Regions from separate parts of the Mus musculus genome. Here regions 1, 2 and 4 are each linked to region 3. A link is a contact called in public ChIA-PET and HiChIP or PLAC-seq data. All regions are on one chromosome and are shown on one strand. Each heading gives the region's core, a stretch centred on a gene start, on an enhancer-like site or on the middle of the called end of the contact. The rest is flanking DNA. Distances are from core to core; before and after follow the strand shown. Region 1 holds the start of Mtif3 (mitochondrial translational initiation factor 3). Region 2 has its middle 17 kb from the start of Pomp. Region 3 holds the start of Pan3 (PAN3 poly(A) specific ribonuclease subunit). Region 4 overlaps Gm35592 (a long non-coding RNA gene).

Evidence for each region. ChIA-PET counts read pairs in DNA pulled down with a chosen protein or histone mark. HiChIP or PLAC-seq counts read pairs in DNA pulled down with a chosen protein or histone mark.
Region 1: an RNA polymerase II ChIA-PET map of memory CD8 T cells shows a contact between it and region 3, with 69 read pairs. The contact joins the promoter of Mtif3 here to the promoter of Pan3 in region 3. A contact is called at or near these places in 7 of 39 promoter capture datasets (the 3T3-L1 cell line, cranial neural crest, erythroid cells and 3 more), 2 of 484 Hi-C or Micro-C datasets (CD4 T cells and uterus), 2 of 115 datasets of contacts at active chromatin or transcription factors (double positive thymocytes and memory CD8 T cells) and 2 of 9 other capture datasets (adipose tissue and liver).
Region 2: an H3K4me3 HiChIP or PLAC-seq map of embryonic stem cells shows a contact between it and region 3, with 2.6 times the contacts expected there. The contact joins the enhancer-like site here to the promoter of Pan3 in region 3. A contact is called at or near these places in 5 of 39 promoter capture datasets (the C10 cell line, the HPC-7 cell line, cranial neural crest and 2 more), 1 of 15 datasets of contacts at CTCF or cohesin (the NIH/3T3 cell line), 10 of 484 Hi-C or Micro-C datasets (the AML12 cell line, CD8 T cells, the MC3T3-E1 cell line and 7 more), 15 of 115 datasets of contacts at active chromatin or transcription factors (acute myeloid leukemia, bone marrow-derived macrophages, embryonic basal ganglia and 9 more) and 5 of 9 other capture datasets (adipose tissue, embryonic stem cells, liver and 2 more).
Region 4: a contact with region 3 is called in an H3K27ac HiChIP or PLAC-seq map of extraembryonic endoderm stem cells. The contact joins the enhancer-like site here to the promoter of Pan3 in region 3. A contact is called at or near these places in 2 of 39 promoter capture datasets (both in the 3T3-L1 cell line), 2 of 115 datasets of contacts at active chromatin or transcription factors (acute myeloid leukemia and extraembryonic endoderm stem cells) and 1 of 9 other capture datasets (liver).

Annotation. Positions count from the first base shown.
Region 1 is chr5:146,962,524-146,965,407 of GRCm38.p6, reverse strand. Mtif3 (mitochondrial translational initiation factor 3) reads left to right here and starts at 1,611. Exons shown (of 4, transcript NM_001256102.1): 1 at 1,611-1,685.
Region 2 is chr5:147,842,094-147,845,093 of GRCm38.p6, reverse strand. No RefSeq gene overlaps it. Among named protein-coding and RNA genes, the nearest start is that of Pomp, 17 kb to the left of the region's middle. Within about 2 kb of position 1,448, at least 3 of the 459 cell types and tissues checked have an H3K27ac peak or open chromatin away from gene starts, as enhancers often do. A contact at or near this core is called in embryonic stem cells, where this site is marked.
Region 3 is chr5:147,428,519-147,431,750 of GRCm38.p6, reverse strand. It overlaps Pan3 (PAN3 poly(A) specific ribonuclease subunit), which reads right to left and starts at 1,595. Exons shown (of 19, transcript NM_028291.5): 1 at 742-1,595. The coding sequence starts at 1,171.
Region 4 is chr5:147,759,969-147,762,986 of GRCm38.p6, reverse strand. Gm35592 (a long non-coding RNA gene) reads left to right here. Exons shown (of 3, transcript XR_377219.4): 2 at 1,535-1,672; 3 at 1,818-1,961. Among named protein-coding and RNA genes, the nearest start is that of Gm35592, 3.6 kb to the left of the region's middle. Within about 2 kb of position 1,571, at least 34 of the 459 cell types and tissues checked have an H3K27ac peak or open chromatin away from gene starts, as enhancers often do. A contact at or near this core is called in extraembryonic endoderm stem cells, where this site is marked.

The DNA.
Region 1 (2,884 bases), core at 362-2,861, 470 kb after region 3:
ACAGGCAGTTCTGCATGCTGGGAACAGGATCCAGCCTCTCTGAAAGAGCAACACCCTCTTAACCACTGAACTATCATCCCTCCACTGAGCTATCATCCCTCCACTGAGCTATCATCCCTCCACTGAGCTATCCCTCCAGACTTCTTTTTACATTCTTGATTCTGATCAGGGTGTAATGATGGGACGAGTCATGTATCTTCTCCATGTTCAGTCTCCTCATCTATAAAATGGGCAATGATGGGGCTGGAGAGATGATGGCTCAGCGGTTAAGAGCACTGTTCTTCCGAAGGTCCTGAGTTCAAATCCCAGCAACCACATGATGGTTCACAACCATCCGTAATGAGATCTGATGCCCTCTTTTGGGGTGTCTGAAGTGTACTTATATATAATGAATAAATAAATCTTTTTAAAAATGGGTAGTGATGGCAGTGTATCATGAGGGTGTCTTGAGGATTAAACTAACTCAATACAGGCTAAGTGTTTAGAACTGTGGTGCTTATGGAAACTTTATCACAAATGTGAGCACTTACAACTGTTATGGACCTGTCTATCCAAGAGGTGGTCTCCACACTTTATTTGCACAACTATGCTTCTATCGTCCCATGGAGGACTAATGCTGGCAGAATAAAAAGTATCTGTAATTCTTCATTTCACTTAGGAATGGCTGACATGCAGAGCCCAGCCCTGGCCTTTGGATCATAAAGAATTGCTTCAGCTTTTGCCTGTCACAGATACAAGGCTCATGGGCCAGAGGCTGTGATCTGATGAAGAAAGGGAGACTTGGATGCGGCTCTAAAGCTATTTAAGGATGACCCAGGTTCCTCACCTGCAATAAAAGGATGGTATTTTGATGTACCAGTAATAGTTGCAATCAGATATTACCCTGATTGAGTTATTTGGTGAGGATTAAACAAGACAAGATGTATAAATTATATGTTATAGACACGTAGTCTGTAAATGAGGGACATTCAGCGGCTTCTCTAAGGAGTTCCCTGTTGAAGAATGGGGAAAAGCAGGGACTTAACGCCAAAGTAGGGGACAGTCAACAGCTTGGTAACAAGGGTGCAGGGCCCCAATAGCCTGAAAGTGCAACACCCAGGGGCTCGAAGTTTCTGACCATCCTCTTGCCTGACTCTGGCCAATGCGGTCAATCATCCCACATGTGGGTGGTCTGTTATGATTTCTCCCAGTTCTGACAGTAATCGAACCTGAATCCATCTCTTTTTCTCAGAAGAGAGCAATCTTGAGAGCGAGGGTTGCACCCTGCTACCCAGCTAGAGCTTCCACTAAACCAGATCCGCAGGTGGCAATAGTTTAACACCGCCCTGCAGTTGTCTAGCACTGTAGAAGGCATTATTCAACATTATTAATGTAACTGGCGGAAGCGATGCAGTGACTGTTCCAGGGACTCTATATTTTAGCGTTCACTTGGCCTTTGGAGCAGCAGGTTAGTAGCAAATCTCTCAGTTTCACTCAGGCCTGCTGCACGATTCTTTTTTTTTTTTTTTTTTTTTTTTTTTTTTTTGTCGGAGGGCTTTATTCCATTAGTGGAATCCGCAGGCCGCAGCTGCACCCTCCCTTTAAGGGACTCAGGAAGTTCCGCCTGCTACGGAAGCCGACGCGGTGCTCCGGCGGAGTCCAGGTACGGACCTGCTAGTTCTTCCTGCTCGCCTACCCCGGCCCAGGTAACGCTGAGGTGAGGGCTTGGCGACGGGGCTGAGGTGGGAATGCATGTCCTGGGAACATTCTGTGCAGAGAGCCCTCCGTGGACGTGGGGTGGCGGCAGCACCAGCCTTCGGAGTCGAGACCAGTTGCCGAGCTGCCAATAATCACTTGCTCGCCAGCCTAGCCAGTTTCGCTGTTTGTGTGCGCGCGCACGCTCCTTCCACGGATTTGGGGGGCAAGGTGGGGGCGTAGGACAACTGGCATCCTGGTGGCATGGCGTCCTGGTGGGCGTGTCTGCTGCGGACCCCTTGTGAGCGTTTTGGGATTTTTTTTTCCTTTAATTTTTGATGTTTTTGCAACAGGGTCTCACTATTTATCTCTGGCTGTCCTGAAACGCACTCGGTAGACCAGTCTGACCTCAAACCTATAGAAATCCTCCTGCCTCTACCTCCGAAGTGCTGGGATTAAAGGCGTGCACCGCTCGCCGTGTCAGGACTTTTGAAATTCCTTCCGGAATTGAAGGTGAGAGAATTCAGTCATAGGATGAAGCCAACGTCATTTTCGCAAAATATGGATTCTACTAGAACCCATCCTTTCCTTCGGGAGTGAATATAAGCCCTCAATATGTCAATGTGAGCTTGTGATTATGAAGTGTAACGATTCAGAAAAAAAGTAAAGAAATAAGTGGTAGAAATAAGCTCCCGTCAGGCCATATCCCGTCAGGAATAAAGCCTTATCCCTCGGAGGCAGAGGCAGAGGCAGGCTGATCTGTGAATTGGAGGCCAGCCTGGTCTCCATAGTGAGATCCTGTCTCAGAGAGAAGGAAAGAAAAAAGAAATCAGTATCATTAGGTTGAAGAGCTGCTCAGTAGGCAAGGCAGAGTTCAGTGTCTGGAACCTAAAGGTGGAAGGAGAAAACTCAGTCCACAAGGTTGTCCTTTGACCTCCACACTGGCACCATGGCATGGGTGCCCAGACACATCAGACAGACAGGCAGACAGACACACAAGCACCCTTACCCACTGAGCCATCTGGCTGGCCCTGAATCTTTGCTTAGTATTAGATAGTGTAGGCTGTGAGCATAGTCAACACGTTTCCGAGTTAACTGATACAGTTTCATAATTTTTAGTGTTGTGAAGGCTGCACTGATGAATAGTGTTAGTGTGTTTAGGCTCACTTTAGAAATTATTGGAACTCCCGTACTAATCACAAGCCATAAT
Region 2 (3,000 bases), core at 199-2,698, 410 kb before region 3:
CAGTGCTTGGTACCCTAAACTGCCCAAAATGTCGTATTCATCTTTTTACAATGTTTGTGTTTGATATTTTAAGGAGCAACACAAAACATCTGTGCTCCCAAAGTCAAATTCTCAGAAAGATCCAAACAGAAATGAGAAATAGTGCTGTCGGAGGGGTGGCAAGACGACTCAGTAGGTTAAGACACTGTATGATCCTTTGAGGCTCTGAGCTTGGTTCCTGAAACCCTCGAAAAGTCAGATGTGTCTACCATCCTAGGATTCTATTGAAAGATAGAAGGTAGAGACAGAATGGATGTGAGTTTCCAATTATCCTGGGTTCGTCAGACAGTGAAAATACAGAGACCCTGTCTCAATAAGATGAAAAGGGTAAAACCATTCTAGAAAGTTGTTCTCTGACCTCACACAAAAACTTCAAGCACATGTTTCACACATACACACACACAAACTACACAAATGCTAATAACAAATAAAAATCTTAGATGTAGCTTTTGGAAAGATAAGAAGTCCCTAGAATGGTCATTGACATGAAGAGAAGAAAGAGTAGGGACCTTGAAGTTCCTGGGTGACAATGGGGTGTGTGACCTTGCAGAGCCCAGAAAACAGGCCAGAGCACATGCAAAGAAATCTATGGAAATCCAAAGTCTGCAGTTTTTAGTGCCCTGGAGCGAAATAAAAAGATGTTTTTGAGAAGAATCGTTAAACACAACACAGTCTACATTCCTTCTCGGTTCCTGTCAACCCTCCTGATTCCTTCACACATGGATAAGATCATTTTGGCTTTCAAAATGCTGGTTTACAGTTTCTATGCTACGAGATTCTTAGGCTCACTGGTGAGTTTTCTCTCTCAAACCTATTTTTAATTGGAAGAGGCAAGTTTAGTTATCTTGTTTCCAGGAACATTCTAGCAGGCTTAGCAACTCACATTTTATTAGTCTCTGACCTCCTCTATTGAACTCTGGCCTAAAAAGAAACTGTATAAATGTATAGTTAATCTCCCTGCAAAGGGAATCTAAACATATGTCTGAACAGCTTCTACATGTGAAAGCAGGCTGGGGGAGCACATGGCCTCACAGAAAAACATCTAGTAGTTTTTGAGAATTTCTTCCCCCTCTAACTCTTCACATGACCCTTCCCCCACTCCCTCTCAAACTCATGACTACTTCTTCTATATTTATTATTGCTACACACACACAGACATTATATGTGTGTGCCATTTGCATGCGCAAGCGCACACACACACACACACACACACACACTGAGGTCATTTAGTGTTGCTGTCTGTGCACCTGTTTAGGGCTGACCTCCGCGTTACTTTTGAGATGGGAGTGGATACTTACTGGATCCAAGAGGATAAGTGCACTATTTGAAAGGCTAATCAACCCAACCTACAAGCTTTTCCTCTCTAAGAGGCACAGAGTGGGCGGAGTAACTTTCTAGCAGAGAAATGGGGACGGAAGATCCTTTTCCTTTCTCCCTGCCCTTGCTCTTTCATTCACAGCAAGTCTGACAAGAGCTGGGTGACATCGTGGGGGAGAGGGGGGAGGGGAAGGGGGGAGGGACGGGAGCGTCTGGTCTAGGCTGGAATCCTGAATAAGCTGCCAGGACTGGCTGGGAAGGTCTTGGGTGAGTTCCTTCACTTCCTTGTCCCTGACTTTTCATGCTCTGAAAAGGGGGAAGTAGCGTAAGACAATGGCCAAGAGAACACCGCCTTCCTGGTGTCTGAAGGTGGAGAGCAGCCAAAACAGCCACCAGCAACTGTGTGGGAAAATTACACAGCAGAGAAGAAGGCCTGACTGTAGCTATGTGAGACACAGTGAGTCAACCTACGGGACAGGAGACGAATAAATGAATGAATGAAGTTCAAAATAAAAGTAAAGAGTAGACATTTGAGGTATAAACTGGAAGAAACAAGGAAATACAAAATTTTGCAAAATGGCTCCACATGGGCAGAGCCAGGGAAGGGGCACCGGAGTGAGTGGGGCTATTGTTAATGCTGTATTTCTTGAGATCATCTTATTACTCGGAATATGGGTAAGTAGGGGCAGCTGAGGACACAGCTATTGCAGAGGACCAGGGTTCAATTCCCAGCACCCACATAGTGACTCACTACCATTTGGAACTCCAGTTCCAGAGGATATGATGTCTTCTTCTGGTTTCCTTGGATAACGCATGCACGTAGTGCACAGGCATACAAGCAGAGGAAAACAAAACAAGACAAAAACAAAACCCCCAAATATATAAGTAAATATAAAAATATGGATAACTAAAAGGTGGGTGAAGGAGAACCATGCTTGGGACAAAAACGGAAACTGAAGACTCGGATGAACTCAATGGTGTTGGCGTTAAAGTTAAAGGAGACAGAATCGGCAACTTAGTATCCACCACAGTACAGAGTACAATACAAAGTGCTTTGTTGATGTGAATTCAAGTGAGAAAAGTTACTGTGTGCATTATTAAGAAGAAAAACAGGAAGCACATATGACACACACACACCCAAACCTTAAAGTGTATCATGATATGTGACACAGATGACAGTGGTCATTAGAGGCCACACTCCACATTCCCTGGCAAGTTACCAGCACAGGACCTTAATGGAAAAGGATGGGGCAGCATGCATCGAACACTAGACAGTGCTTGGCACCATGTGTTAGTGTTAGAAGTAAACAGCATGCTGTCACAGCTCAAAGTGTCAAGTTGACACAATCTGTACTCATCTAGGAAGAGGGTTCCAGTGAGAGATTGTCTACTTTGGGTTGGCTTATGGACATGTCTATGGAGGGAATGTCTTGATTATGCTAATTGATGTGGGAAGACCTAGCCTACTGTGGGCAACACCATTCCATAGGCAGGGTGTCCTGAACTGTGGAAGAGGGGAGAAATGGAACTGAGCCCAATCAGGCCAGCCAGTGAGCACACAAGCATTTGTCACTCTCCTCCCATAACTGTGAATGTGATGTGACCAGCTAGGGGCTGGTCCCATCTCCTTTTTTATTCCCCCCT
Region 3 (3,232 bases), core at 346-2,845:
ATTCTTCTCACGAAAGCCTTCGGGGTGCGAGACGCTCTTGAGGCCCAGTGCTGAGCAAGTTCACTCGGTATAACGCCATGGGAAAGACAAGATCCCTGCAGACGCCCAGTTCACTTACTCTGGCTTTCCAGAAACCTGCCTGAGCGCAAGTCTTGGGAAATTCCTAACCTAAGCTCTCTATTAAACCTGTGCTTACTTAAAAATAAATAAATGAATAAAGCTGATCTTCATACACCTCTCCTCCCCGCACCCCCACCCCTGGCCCCGGACATCCTTTAGAAGGAGTTCCCAGCCGGCAACTTTCGGCAGCCCGCGCTCCACGCGAGCACGCACCGACACATGTGCTCGCAGACCCAGCCCCTTTCCACGCACACGCGCGCGCGCGCGCACACACACACACACACACACACACACAAACCCGGAAGCGACACCCCCTTGCTTCCACTCCGCAGCCCATCCCCCCTGCTCCCCGCACCCCACTCCCAGCGCCCCCCACCCCACCCCAATTACACCACGACCGTCCGTCCACCCACGCTCCCGGGAACCCGCCTCCCCTAGCTCCGGGGTTTGCCCCGAGCGGCGGAGCCCAGAGAGGAAACAGGAAGAAGGAAGGAGGGCTGCGCAGGGCCTAGGCCTCTCCTGCGGCCCGGAGGTGAGGGGAAGCGGGCAGGCTCAGGCCTCCTCCCCGCGCCCGGACCGCACCAACCCCGCACCGCACCACCCCGCCCGGGCCTCACTTACTCGCCACCCGCGGGCCATCGAGTCCGCCGCCCGCGGTCGCCGCCCCCGGGACGCCCAGCTCCGGCTTCTTGGGCCCCGCGGGCGGCCCCGCTCCCCCGCCCGGGAGCGCTCCCGGAGGAAAGGCGGCCCCGGCCGCGGCCGCTAGCGCCAGCGGGACGCTGTTGCTATGGAGGCCAAGCCCCGGGGCCGCGCCGGCGGCTGGGTCCTCGTGCAGGAACTGACACTCCTCGCCGTAGAAGCACGTCTTGTCCTTGGCGTAGTAGCGGCAGTACTTGAGCTTCACGCCCGCCGCCGCCGCCGGCCCGCCGGGGACGCCCCCGACGCCCGACGAGGCCGCCACCGCCACCGCCACGGCCGCCGCCAGCGAGGACGACGACGGCGAGGCAGCGGCCGAGGGCGGCGGGAGGCCACCGCCGCCGCCACTGTTCATGGCCACGCCGCAGCCGCGTCCCCCGCCGCCACCATAGACGAGGGCGGGAAGGAGCCGCCGCCGGAGCCGGATGGAAGCCGGGCGGGCGGGTTGGGCCCCGCTGAGGGAGCCGGAGCCGCCCGGGGAGGGGGAAGGGCGGGCGGGCGGCGAGCAGGGATTCTCCCTCTCCCTCTCCGCTGTCCTTAAAGGGGCCGCGCGGGACGCCGCGGTGGGCGCGCGGCCGGGGCTGCGGGGAGAAACGACCCTGAGGCGGCGGCGACCGGAAGCTGTGGGGCAAAGGCACGGCGGGAGGGAGCCGCCGGTTTGTTTTTAAACTCTTGCCCTCCGCTCGCTCGTCGGCTCGCGCTCCGGGTCCTCCCGACTTGTTTATGCCATTTTCCTCTTCCTGAGACGCTCGCCGCCTCTGCGCCTGCGCGAGTGGCGCGGGGCCTTGTGGGTAGGAGGCCTGGCCCGGGGGTGGGGGACCGCAGGCGTGGCCCCCACGGGGCGTCCGCGAGCTGACCGGAGGCGGTTGCTTCAGCCCGAGCCCTCGGAGGGAGGCCTTCCCCACGGCGGCGGCGCCGAGGCTCTCACGAGACCCGGTGGTAGTCCGCTTGGAGGGGAAAACACAAAATGACAGTCCGTCTCAGGTCCTTGGAAGGGGACGCAGCCCAACCTCGCTCCCCGGAGAGGAGAGTTTGCTTCCGTTTGTCACGTTTCCTCTCCCTTTCCCTGTGCTCCGCCACCCCTCTAGCCTTTGTTTTTTTTTTTTTGTTTTTTTTTTTTAAATCCTCCCCCTCGAAGGTGATGGACTACTGGCCAGATAGCCTTAGCTTCTGGGCTCTTTGTCAAAAGATGGAGCCAGAACCCTGGATGCCACCAAACCCCTGCTTAGAGCAGCACCTGTTTCCTCCGCTTTGATGGCCCTCGGGATTTTTTTCTCTCAAAGGTGCCACCTGGGACAGTGCTACCTTGGCAGCACGGGAAGACCCAATTCCAAATGTGCTGGAATGTTTTCCTACTCTGCATTCGAAATTCACTTTTTAAAAAAAAGTTTTCCCCTCATTGATTTCCAATTTGCTCCCCCCACCACCACCTTTTTTTAAAGGGGAGAGGCGTGAAGACAATTGAACCGCAGTGAAGTGAAAAATTGATATTAGGGTTTTAGAAATCTTCTCTAAAAGATTTTCTCAAAAGACAAATCCCTGTTATGAAAAGGACGGGTGTGGGCAGCATTTAAGGAATCGTGGCAGCCTGACGAAGTCACAAAAGAATATATAAAGTTTCACACTGCCAAAAGGGTGAGGTTGAGATGCATGCTATATAGATCCCAATCTGGTAAGCCTAGTGATGCTGCCCAGGGAAATTCTAAGCTGCTATCTCTGCGTGGACGCAGTGTTCACTCATTTAAATATCCAACAGGTATTTGTTAATGTTAATTACATGTTCCCAAGGAGCTGGGGATGCAAAAGTTAACCAGATGCAGTCGGACCTGAATTCAGAGGGCTTATTTATCCTCCGGCTAATGAGGCATAAGATGTGAATTAGTGTCTAGTGTTAACATCAGCTGTTAGAGGGGATTTAAAGAGTTGAACTCCTACTGAGAACTGTTGGGGAGTGGGGAGAGTGTTTACAGCATCCTTGAATTCAGACCTGCCTTTGGAACCTGCTTGCTTCTCTGTGTCTCCTTTGTACATTTGAGATTAAGTAAGTATCCACTTCATAATGAGCGAAGTGGTTCATAAAAATGTCCCGTGTTTGGGAAGAATTCAATCTAGCACTTGCTTTTTATTGCTGCTAGGTGTGTAGAGAAAGAGCATTCTAGCCGAAGCTAACAGCTTGTGAAGGAGGTCTCCAGGTGAATGGGGGTAGGGTTTTAGTAGTGTAATGATATCACACAGCTGAGCAGAGTTCGCAGAAGTGCTTTTCAGGCAGTATTAAGGGATTGGACTTTTTCTTGAAGGCAATTAGAAACTATCACAAGGTTCCAAAATGCTAAGTAGCAACATTCACATTTCCTTTAAGAAGAAAAGGGATCCCCGGGCTGGTGAGATGGCTCAGTGGGTAAGAGCACCCGACTGC
Region 4 (3,018 bases), core at 322-2,821, 330 kb before region 3:
CCCTGAGAAAGCCTCGCCATAGTTCTCATTTTACAAACAGAAACTTACTCGAGCAAGCAGAGTTTGACAGTTCGAAGCTTAGCAAACCCCAGACATGATCACCATAGCCCTTTGTATCATCACTATTAAAGTAAAAAGTACTGCATTGTTCACAGAAGACAAGATATGGGATCAGTGTCCATCAGTACACACACACACACACTCAGAGACATACACATGCAAACATACATACACATCACATGTACACATCACACACATACACACTCACTCATACACATACAAACACACACATCACACACATACACACACAGACAAATACAGACATACACATCGCACACACATACATACACTCACACATACATATACACAAACACACGCACACTCATACACAAGCAAACACACATACACACAGACATATACATACAAACATACATCACACACATACACACACATACAAACACATATAGACACACTCACATACATATACACATATATACACATGCTCTCACACACACACACACATACGATAGAAATTTTTCAGCCACAAAGAAGTTTCCTTACAACCTAATTTGTTTTCTTTTTTGTGGCTGAAAAAAATTCCAGTGCATGCACACACACATATACGTGTGTGTATGTGTGTGTGCGTGTGTGCACGTGGTGTCTGTGTGTGAGTGTGCACGCTAAGAATTGAACTCAATTCTCTGCAGTAACTAACAGCAACATTCTCAACCACTGAGCCTTCTATCCAGCCCCAGAATCTACATTTAAAACAAACTGACTCGGCCTTGGAAGGTGGGGCGTGCCTGGGAGGAGGAGGGGAAACGCTCTCAGGAGCAGAGAGGGCAGCCTGCATGATAAATGTCTGTGGATGTCAGAATAGAACTCCTTGACAGTAATGTAAACACAGACAAATTCTCGAATACCTGTCTTCCTGCAGTTGTTTAATTCAATTAAACAAACAAACAAAAGAAGAATCAACTAATATCTACCATTTGCTAAGGCATAAGAAGCAAATTAAAATCTTGCAAAGGCAGCCTGTGAGATGGCTCAGCAGGTAAAGGTCCTTGCTGTCTCCTTGGTTGAGCCTGACAACCTGAGTTCAGTCCCTGGGGTCCACAAGTTGAAATGGGAAACCGATTCCTGCAAGTTACTCTCTGAGCTCCACACAAGCTCTGTGTCGGTTAGGAATGGACACACAGACACACACACACACACACAGACACACACACACACACAGACACACACACACACACACACACAGCTCCTCACACCCCACAAGAATTTTCAAAATTCACGTTTTTAAATAAGCCAGCTGTCTTCTCTCTTTTCCCTTCACAGTCTCAGAAATTCAAATAGCCTTTAACAATGCCAAATCTACGTGGAAATACCATTCCTTTGCTCTCGAAACCCTTTGTAGTTTTCCTTTGTGTTCCAGAAGTTTACCTGCGGACTCCCCCGAGTCAGACAATTGTTTCTAAAAGAGATAACAGCTTGCTGCCCAGGACCGATCGAATGTTTTTCCATTGCATCACAGATAAGAGCCACACGTCTGCCCTGCAAGACTCTGCCTGGTCGGCTCTTCGCCTACCTCTTCAACTCTGTGCTGCCCCCCTTGCCCTCTGACTCCTAAGCCCAGAGCCTACTGATCTCCTTTGTTCTTTGGGATGCTCTGGTGAGTGGGGGGGTTGTGGGAGGGTGTGGTGGGGGGTTTTGATCTTTGATTCTGCCTGGGGTGGGGGTGGGGGGCATTTACACAAGTTATTCTCTCCTCCCAGGGAATGTTCCCTTTCAGTTTCTGTTGATTGCATCTCTTTCAGGATTTGACTCAAACACCACAGTCTCCAAGATAGCCCTCAGGGAAGGCCTGATAGGGCAGCCAAGGCAGCGTCTGTAAACAGCGGTCACACCAGTCTCCTTAAGTAGTAAATAAACGTCTTTATTTAACCTGCTGTCTGGTAAAACAGCGTTTCTGTGTATTCCTTGTTTATTCATCAATTCCTAGAGGAGAGGATTGTTGGTCAAAATCCTCAACAAACATTTGGAACAATGAACAGATACCAAGTACTTGCGGTGTGACGGGAACTGGTCTTTGTGGTCCAGTCCTTGTCTACCTGTTCAGGCACTTTGCATCTACCCAGTTAAGCTTGCCACTTCTACAATAACTTGAAAGAAGCTAAAGTCCCTGAAAGAAGCTAATGTTTCTATCCTTTTTTCTCTCTCTCTCTCTTTCTTTTTTTCTCTGTGTAGCCCTGGCTATCCTGGAACTCACTCTATGGACCAGGCTGGCCTTGAACTCAGAGATCCACCTGCCTCTGCCTTCCAAGTTCTGGGATTAAAAGCACTCACACACTCAGTCACTTGTATATGTTATAGGAATGCAGACTTCTATACCTTTATGTCGGTCAGTCACACTTTTGCCTTGGTAGTGGGAAGAAGGTGGGACTGGGTGCCCTGGAGATGCTGAGGTGCTTCTGTACATAAGGCTCTGGTCCACAAGCAACTCTGAGCAGACAAGGTTTGCCTCAGTCTCCAGTGAAGGGGAACCTGGGGGCACAGGGTGGCAGAAGTCTAGGACCATATTGGGGCAGGATTGGAGAGGTCACCCCAAGTCCCATAAGCTGTTTAACATCTCTAGCTTCAGCCCACTGGAAGCTAGCAACACTCCATAGTGCCACCCCAGGCTCTAGACACTGCCAAATGTCCCCTGAACTGAAAACTGTCCCCCCCTTTGCCCCCTCATCCCATTGTCTACCCACCAGGTATATCCCATCCTGCATGAAGGTTTATACATGTATGAGTGTGTACACCCACATCAGCTGTGAGCCTCTCTGAATGTGACTCTCTAAAGGCTGACTCAAGACAGGGTGGAAAAGTGATGTCATACTTGTGTGACAGGCTGATCCTCAGGTCTCTGGCTTTGACAAACACATAGCTAGGAACTCGGACTTCAAGTTTGGAAGGGGAAGGGACCAAGTATAGTTTGAACTTGAAGGCAGTAGGCTACCTATAGCATGACTG